2 separate regions of the Drosophila melanogaster genome follow, and region 2 is linked to region 1. A link is a contact called in public Hi-C data. All regions are on one chromosome and are shown on one strand. The core of a region is the stretch at or near the end of the contact, and the rest is flanking DNA. Distances in the headings are between cores, read along the strand shown. Region 1 holds the start of CkIIalpha (casein kinase IIalpha). Region 2 holds the start of Vps11 (Vacuolar protein sorting 11).

Region 1 (4,397 bases), core at 1,174-3,673:
GTTAAATACTATTGTAAGTGACTCGCTATACTTGCCTTTTGACGTCCAGGGAACTTAAACTTAGCACGCCGCAAAGCTTCAATAACTTGAGCCTTGTAACGATCGCTAGAGCGGACAGACATAATGGGTTGACCAATACGAACTCGAGCAACCGTGCCCTGCGGTTTTCCAAACGCTCCTCGCATTCCAGTTTGAAGCCTAGTGCAAAAGAGGTCATAAGAATACAGTAGTTAACACAGATATGAAATATTATTTACCTATCAGCTCCAGCGCACGACAACATTTTGTTGATGCGAATGACGTGGAATGGATGCAGGCGCATTCTGATGTGGAACTGGTCCTTACCGCAGTACTTCACCAAGTACTTGTTGCAACAAATGCGTCCAGCTTCCAAAGCTTCACTACTCAGCTGTTCGTATTCATCAGAAACCAAATGAACACACAGGGGAAAATCCTCAACTGTAGCTTTTTTTCTTCCCAAATCAAATATACGAATTTTTGGATCAGGGACACCACGGCAAAACCGAGATTTAGGGTACGGCTTATTTTTGCAATAGCGGTAGCTGGAGGATGAAATAAGAGTTTTACTAAACGGACAGTTCATACAAAATTACTGATTTGCTTACCATCTAGCTGGTCGTCGGCCCATTTCGACTCCTGAAAAATAAAACAAATAAATAAAATATATGCTAACATCACAGCACAAAACAGAAACTTGGTAAGATAATATAAACTTCTATAAACATGAAACATATTAGATTTCCAAAGATCATTTACCGCTCACTAACCTCTTCCAACGAAGCACACGAGAAAAGGAAGACACGAACACCGGAAGCACAAAAGGTTTCGTCGCAAACCGATAATCATGTACTTGAGATAAGTGTTTTCCTTTGTTTTGAAACAATTTGAAATCAAAACTGAATTGCTTTATATGTTGTTCTCACTAAAATCTACATACTGTAAAATATGTATGTGTTCGTGTTCTTCGATACATTTTTATTGGAATAAAAAATATTTTTGGCGATTAAACGTCAAAGCTAAAAAACTACAACTAAATAAGTAAATTAGAATCTTACCTCAACCATAAGCACACCTTATGTTTTTCAACCCAGATTTGTGCTTATCATAACTAAGTCATTGGTATTCGGGCAGATAAATATAACAGTAACATTTACAAAAATTCACATTATATATATTACACTTCATGGTTTTGTATTTTAGCCATTTTCAGCAGTCATTTCGAACGGACCGCTAAGAGTTGTTACTATCCTAGAATAAAGTTACAAAGATTTATATGTTATAAGCAGCAGAAACATTGAGCTTACAATTGTATTGCTTCATTTATTATAGACCCAAACTCAGATAATCCGAATCAGACTAGGTGGCCAATCTCGTTTTGGATATCCAAAGTAGGAATGAGAGTATTTTCTGAGGCACACCAGATATTTTACGTAGTAACATAATCGGCAAAAGGCTGGAATGGTCTAGTCTTTTAACTGAACATTTCGAAGGCAGCTTACAGAATTGGATATCAAAGATTTTTTATTAATTTTTCTGTAATTTACAGACAGACAGAAAACAGACAGTAATAGTAGTCTCTTCCAATTGGCCTATCGACTAATTCACTTTGTGAATTTGAAATCAGGTCTATTGTTCTTATAAAAACCAAATGGCGCTGGATGTCAGATTGCATTTCAAATGTTTAAATAATGCTCTGCTTTCATTGTGATCAATATGAATGCCAAATCTCGAACTCCTCGACTAGATGCATACCCAAATCATAACCGACATTTTGCTAAACTTGACGGTTGCGGTTCTCCAGCGCAGTTAGCGCCTTACGCCACATTCTGTTGGGTCCATCGTCGTATAACACATCATCTTGGTTTCGTCGCAGAAAATTACGTTATTCCAGTAATCTTCTGGCTGATGTTGCATTTCGATAGCGAAAGTAAGCCGCTTTTCGATGTTAATTGTCGGCAGCATCGGTTTTTTTCTTGCTACCCGTGAGTGGTACTTATGACGGAGTATGGCTTGGCGCACTGTTTCGTGTCACACATCCAGATCGCAGCCCTCCTTAAGCTAATTAGCAACAGTTCTTAAAGATATTTGCGGATTTTCATAAATTTTTCGCATAGTAACTCGGTTTGAACGGTTGGAAATTTTATTTTTACGTCCTGTTCCACATTTTGATTCCAATCTGCCCTCGTTTTTGTGCGATTAATTACGTTATAAATTGTTCCCCGCGATGCAGAAAACATTTCTGACAATTCCGTGACAGATTTTCCCAAATGGTGATTATAAACTCAATCTTCTGCCAGGCATTTCTAAATTTCTCAAAACTAACTGGAGCAAAGATCACTTCACTTTCTCAACCAAATGCAACGAGTATAAAGAAATATGTAAATGACGATTCTGTACCGTTTAGTTATCGAAATTTCTCGGAATAGGAGCAAAATTGAAAACAAAAGAATTCCTTGACAGTGTCAAATCTATGCAAACTTGGTTTCAGTTGTTTTTCTTGTTCATTGTCAATAGTTTTGTTATTTTTTTTTCACATATTGATAAAAAACATATAAATAAATAGTTATCAATAAAAATAAATTCATGCCTTTTAATAAAAGGCCTTTATATTTTTGCATTGAAAGTCAAATATACAATTTATTTTCATTGTGCAAACAATTTCTTGACAAACTGTATGTACATTTTCTTTCACTGAAGTAATATTTTTGATCGCCATAGTAAAAAGGACACGAAGAATTTAAACTAACCGTACTCACAATAAGAAAATGACGAAAACAATAGAAGCAGACAGAGAAGGGCGAAAAGGTGTGGTTTATTTATTACGTTTCTGTCCAGTTGCATTTCCAATTCTTAATCGTCAAGATCGTAATTTTTTGTTGTTGTTATGCAGAAAAAGAAGCACTTAGTAATACTTATTTCCTTTGATACCTTCCGTACTTCCGACTGGGATTTTCAAGCTTACCGTTATCTGAACAGAAGAACAACGGAAAAACTATCTTGGTATAATCTGCAAAGTAAAACAAAATGCAGAACAAAATAAGTTTAAAATTACTGCAGATCAGTCAAAGTTCAGCAACGATGGCACGTGGTAAGCATATTTGCACCGAAATCAGAGTATTGATATATATAATATAATATAATATAATATAATAATTCTATAATATATATAGAATATATATACAGTTTGTCAAAAAACTGTTTACACACTGTGAACTCTTTACACAAAACACATTTAGTGTTTTGTTTAATTTATTTAGTTTAATCCTAAATTTTTAAATTATTTTATTAAAATTTTAAAAGTTTTGGTATGTAGTATGTTCCCCATTGGCTTTAGCTACAAGTTGAAGCCTTTTTTTCATGGATTGGACAAGTTTTTGCAGGTCATATTCAAACGGGATCTTTTCACAATCTTCGACTATTACAGTCATACGCTGTTGTTGTGTTTTAGGTCCCTTTTTGCCACCTTCTTCGTTAAGTAGGTCCACAAATTTTCAATGGGGTTCAGATCAGGACTCTGAGGGGGCGTATCGATCACTTTACCACAGTTATAAGGGCGCCAGGTGCGTACATTGCACTCTTTATGTTTCTGATCATGTCCTCTTAAAATATAAAATTTGGCTTGTTGTTGCTAACTAGACCAAATTTTTCTGCACTGGCCTTCAAATTTGTTTTTTAAAATTCCTAGATATTGCACGGCATTTATTGTGCTCTCAATTAAGGCTAGTTTTCCCACTCCACGGCTGGTGATACAGCCCCAAACCATTAGTGACATTTTTCCAAATTTTATCGTTAGAATGGTATTTTGTTTTTCTAGCGCACTCAACGGTTTGCGCCATACTCTGCTTGGCCCGTCGTTATAAAAGAGCATCATATTTGTTTCGTCACAAAATATGACGTCATCCCAGTACTCTTCCGCATGATCCATCATGCTCACAGCGAATGATCGACGCTTTTCAATATTGGCATCTGATAGCAAAGGGTTTTTCCTTGCAACTCTTGAAGAGTACCTATGGCGTAGGATGACTTGGCGCACAGTTTCGTGTGACACAGTTAGGTGACATTCTTGCCTGATATCCAGAGCAAGTGCTCTGACCGAGATTCGGGGGTTCGCAATCACTATTCGCATAATAAAGCGGTCTACACGCTTTTTAATATTAATTTTCCGCCCACCACCACTCTTAGGTTCAAGCCTGCCCTCTTTTTCCGAGCCTTTTAAAACATTGTAGACGGTCTTACGGGATACAGGAAACATTTATACTAATTCTGGAAAAGATTTTCCCAACTGGTGGTTATAGTTTATTAATTGGGTAACTTCAAAAGTTAATCTCTTTCCAGGCATTTTATTAAATTTAATAATTCGCTTTAAGCACGTTTGA
Region 2 (4,372 bases), core at 569-3,068, 53 kb after region 1:
GTCACAGACTGGAAAAGCTTCTATGATTTTAGCTAACATTTTAGCGCAATAATCGTTATGATCTGCTAAAATGGAACAAAACGAAAGAATATTTTTTGATTCTTTTACATTTTCAAATGTTATATTATTTAAATAAGTAGTGAGATCAACTGCTAGAGATGCAGGTCCATATTCTAGCAATTGATGTAATAAATGCTCTTCTTCAACTGGGACCTGATTGGACGGGGTACATGCGAAATACATTTTTGATAGGGTTGCAAGATGTTTTATTTTCGCAGGGCTTTTATAGTGCTTGAAATCATCTTGCTGCATTTCATGTTCAATTTGATCACGCTTAATACAGCATTCAATAAGTCTTGTATGACAGCTTGAACTCTCATTCTTTTTTTTCCATTCAGTCAAGTAATTTAGTAAATAAGTATTGTATCTGGAATATAAAAGCTTCGAAATGACAGCATACGGTTTAATAAAACCGATGGTTTTAATAAATTCTTGAGTAGCTCTACTGAAGTCGCCTTTTTGAAGTAAGTGATTTCCGTACTGAAATCGTACCAATGCAGTTTCTGGCGATGAAGTATAGCCTTCTCGATGCAACAATCTCAATGCAATGTTATACATATGTTTTTCAACTAAGAGACGTATATTAACATCTATGCTGTTTTTTTCTAACATTAACATGTTGCAAGCATCCGTGTCGCCAGAATTCGTAACAATATAACAAAAATTGTTTTCACTGATTACATAAAACAATTCCTGAAATTGCCTTTGAAAAACTATTATTTTGTTTTCCGTATCTAAAACAATTAGTGTCGTTGCATTCTGCTTTAAGTTTGAATTTTTGACGCCGACGATTAGGTAATGGCCTACCCAAGCCAGGCATTCCTTTGCTCCTTCGATAGCAAAACAAGGACCCCTTCCCTCAGGAGTGTAGCAATAAACAGCGTCTGCCCGTCCCACAACCAACATTGAATCATTTATTTCGCCACCTCCAGCCTTGCACATTATACTGCGGTAATTAAGATTACCTTTATCATTATCAAGTACAAATTTTGTATCCATTATGCATTTCTCTTTTAACATAAAACAATAAACTCCTTGAACACATGTCACAAACATTATTTGAGTTGTATCTAAAGGTTGTGTTTTGAAATCAAAATGTATTCCATTGACTGCGTTTCCAGAAACAGTATGTTGGCGAATATTTGCAGAAAAATTTTTTGTGATTTTTCCATAATGCAAAAGAATATCACCATTTCCCAATCCTATCGCCAACGCAAACAATTTATCGTCAATGACGTCTGCGTTGAGGCATAAGGGCGTACTTGAAGGCTGAGTATATGCAGATGCAATTATTGGAGCTGCTTGCTTTTTTGTTAATCTATTAAGGTCAAATATATCAATGTGAATACCATTATTGATATCCGGTGTGACAGTCGCAAGGCTGTTATTGCTGGTAAGGGAACAAAGAGCAATAGCTTTCCGCGTGGATGGAGATTTGAAGGTAATACACTCCCAATTTGAAAGGTAAATAAGAATATTTCTGTTCTTATCACAAATTACTAATTTTATATTTCTTTCCTCAGTGCTTGATTTTGATTCGGGAAAGCAGTAGCACGATATTTCTGCCGTGTTCGGAATTTTTACAAATGGTACGACGATTATATTGAAAAGATCCACTTTCTTCCATTCAAAGACACTTATATCCATTCTGTCAATAGTTTCATATAATTATGCGATGATACTATTATTAATGTGTATATTTATTCTTATAGTGGAACATGTGTGACGTTACGGGTTGGCCAACAAAATGAAACAGTGCAATATGAAAATATAAAGTAGTTTTTATAAGCAAATTACACTAAGCACATCCAATTGTTATGATTTTAATCTTAGATGTGGATATATAATATAATTATTAAAATAAGCTATGTAGTAATTAATCTTTAAGAAATTATTGAAAAAAACGAAGCTCGGATTTCTGACACTGTAAAAATTGGTGTAAACCGAATAAAACAACACATTATGACGCAAAAAAAAAAAACAAACACGTATCTACATGGCATTTATCGGCCCGTTCCAGCAATAGAAATCACATGTTTGGGATATTTTCATGGAGATGGCTTTAAAACTAAGGCCTTGCTTACATAGAAACGGTCGACCGAACATACCGGCGTGTCTTTATCGACTCGGCTGTTGATACTGATAAAGAATATATAAATTATATAAAGATTGATCGCACCGTCTTGCGATACTGTCGTCGTCAGGATTCCTCCAGAGGTGAAGGGCTTCCGTCGATGGCTACTCCGGGGAGCAGAAGATTATTATTTACGTTGAGAGGAACTTTCCTCTTTTAACTGCCAGCCTTGTGGTCTGGCAGAGTAAGTAATAAAAATATGTTTTAGAACGCTTAGTCGGAGTTGACGAGCTGTCGCTCTTTAATATGGTAAATGCAAATTCAAACTGAAACTTAAAAATGATTCTTATAGCTAACAAAGACTCGAAGCGGCCACGCAAATATGATGTGCTTGCCGGCTGCGCACGGGTTTCCGGCCCAATGCTGGGTCAGCACTTTGATATTATGTTTAATACACTAAACCAACTGTTCTAGTTGGTTGGCTTGTGTTAACGACTCCCCCTTTAAGATTACGGCCGTCCTCGGCTGGTCCTAATTCGGCGATCATCCCGTTTAATTGGATTGTAGATCTCCGCGCTCCGATGAACCGTAAACAAACCGCTGCTGCGATAAATATTATGCGAATATTATAATATATAAATATTATTATGAATGATTAGTATCAATTTCTCTCCCGAACTCTTTGATGAACTCCAAGTTACGTTCACTCAGCTGGTGAAGACAGGGGAGACTCAGAATATCTTTGTTGGCGGTGATATTCAATGATGCGGAACTAGCTACCCCTGGAGCTCGTATTTGGGCCTTGTCGTGATTTATAAAGGTGGTGTCATTTATCACGACGCGATCGTTGAAGGTAATGGGATGTGTGCCACGTAGATAGACATCTGTTCCATTGCCTGTCTGTGGCTGGCTGGCCGGTCATTGATGATGATGATTTCCTCATCCACGCGGGTAAGCGGGTGTAGGTCGCTTGGTTGTGACTCGCAATGCCCTAGAACGCCTGCGTGTAGTTCCCTGGCGCATGATCTTTCCGTTGATAGTTGGCAAAAGGTAGCTCCCGGTGTTGGGGTGGAGGTTTAGATTGTATGGACTTCTTCTCTACGCTTTGCTAACATGTTGTCGGTTGTTCGCAGCATAACCCCTTTGCAAGAGACTGGGACAAGATAGTGACCTTCTTTCAAGATAATTTTATTTTGGGGAATTTTATAGTATTATAGTATTAATTTAGATTTGCCTATTGTTTGACTGTGTCAACTGCCACTATGTGAATCTAACTCTTTCTAGATCGTCGGTATGGCCATTTTTGGGAAGTAGTTTCACATTTTCTTGGGCTGACCGGTGGGCCCTATGGGCCCAGTGGGCCCAAAAATGTCTGTAACCCGGTTTTTGCAGTGCCAGAATTTTGTAGTCGGGAATCTCCGCACTCAGTCGTCCTGCACCGTTGCTAAAGTGTAAAATCGCAATGGAGGGCGTTTACGCCCTTGGGGACTATTGCATCCGCAAGGTTATGGAGTAATGACTCCTTGTCGGTGAAATTGATTGCGTGTCGTTTCTTATTTTTAAAGAGAACGAAAGAGCGGAAAGCGGGCCTCTTCTAGAATTAGTTGGTTCTGGAAGGAGTTTAGGGGCTTATCCGTTGATTCTATGGTGTGGGTGAGAGAAATCTCATTGTGAATGGTCGCAACACATGATTCTGCGTGGCGTAGTTCATTTCCCTATTCTTTAATGTCCTCGAGATCATTGTAATAAGACGGTTCTCTTGTGAAAGCACTGCTCCAATACCGTAGGCTGAATCATCCGTCGTTAGATGGAATGGCTTCTTGTAATCCGGGTATCTGAGCATAACATCTTCGGATGCCAAAATGTTGCGCAGTTTCTCGAAAGAATTTTTTGCGCCTAGAAAGAAAGTTAACGCTTTTTTTGAAAAAACTTTATTTTTTTTTACTGAGACTCTCATATATGCATCGCTTATGGTTTTAAAACCCAATTCACCTGCTTGATATGAGCATTCTCATTTTCTAAGGAGATTATTACATCATCAACGTAGACATAGCAAGTCTTGTTGAGTCTTGCAAGTCTTGAGAATGTCATCAATGGCTCTCTGGAAGATGCTGGCAGCATTTCTCAAGCCAAAGGGAAGCCTCTTGAATTCATACTTCTCTCTGATTACGGAGAAGTACGTTTTTTCGAGGTTATTTTCCGCTAAGACGATCTGGTGATACCCGGACTTGAGGTCCA

What was found. Hi-C and Micro-C count contacts between places; a contact is called where the count stands out from the background.
Region 2: a Hi-C map of the Kc167 cell line shows a contact between it and region 1, with 6 times the contacts expected there. A contact is called at or near these places in 4 of 107 Hi-C or Micro-C datasets (the Kc167 cell line and the S2 cell line) and 2 of 7 datasets of targeted methods (the Kc167 cell line and the S2 cell line).

Annotation. Positions count from the first base shown.
Region 1 is chr3L:23,094,649-23,099,045 of dm6, forward strand. It overlaps CkIIalpha (casein kinase IIalpha), which reads left to right and starts at 2,424. Exons shown (of 4, transcript NM_001300224.1): 1 at 2,424-2,826; 2 at 2,912-3,109. It overlaps RpL10 (Ribosomal protein L10), which reads right to left and starts at 823. Exons shown (of 5, transcript NM_001275304.1): 1 at 789-823; 2 at 627-657; 3 at 258-563; 4 at 36-198. The coding sequence starts at 649.
Region 2 is chr3L:23,148,681-23,153,052 of dm6, forward strand. Vps11 (Vacuolar protein sorting 11) reads right to left here and starts at 1,819. Exons shown (of 1, transcript NM_168987.2): 1 at 1-1,819. The coding sequence starts at 1,707. It also overlaps asRNA:CR45164.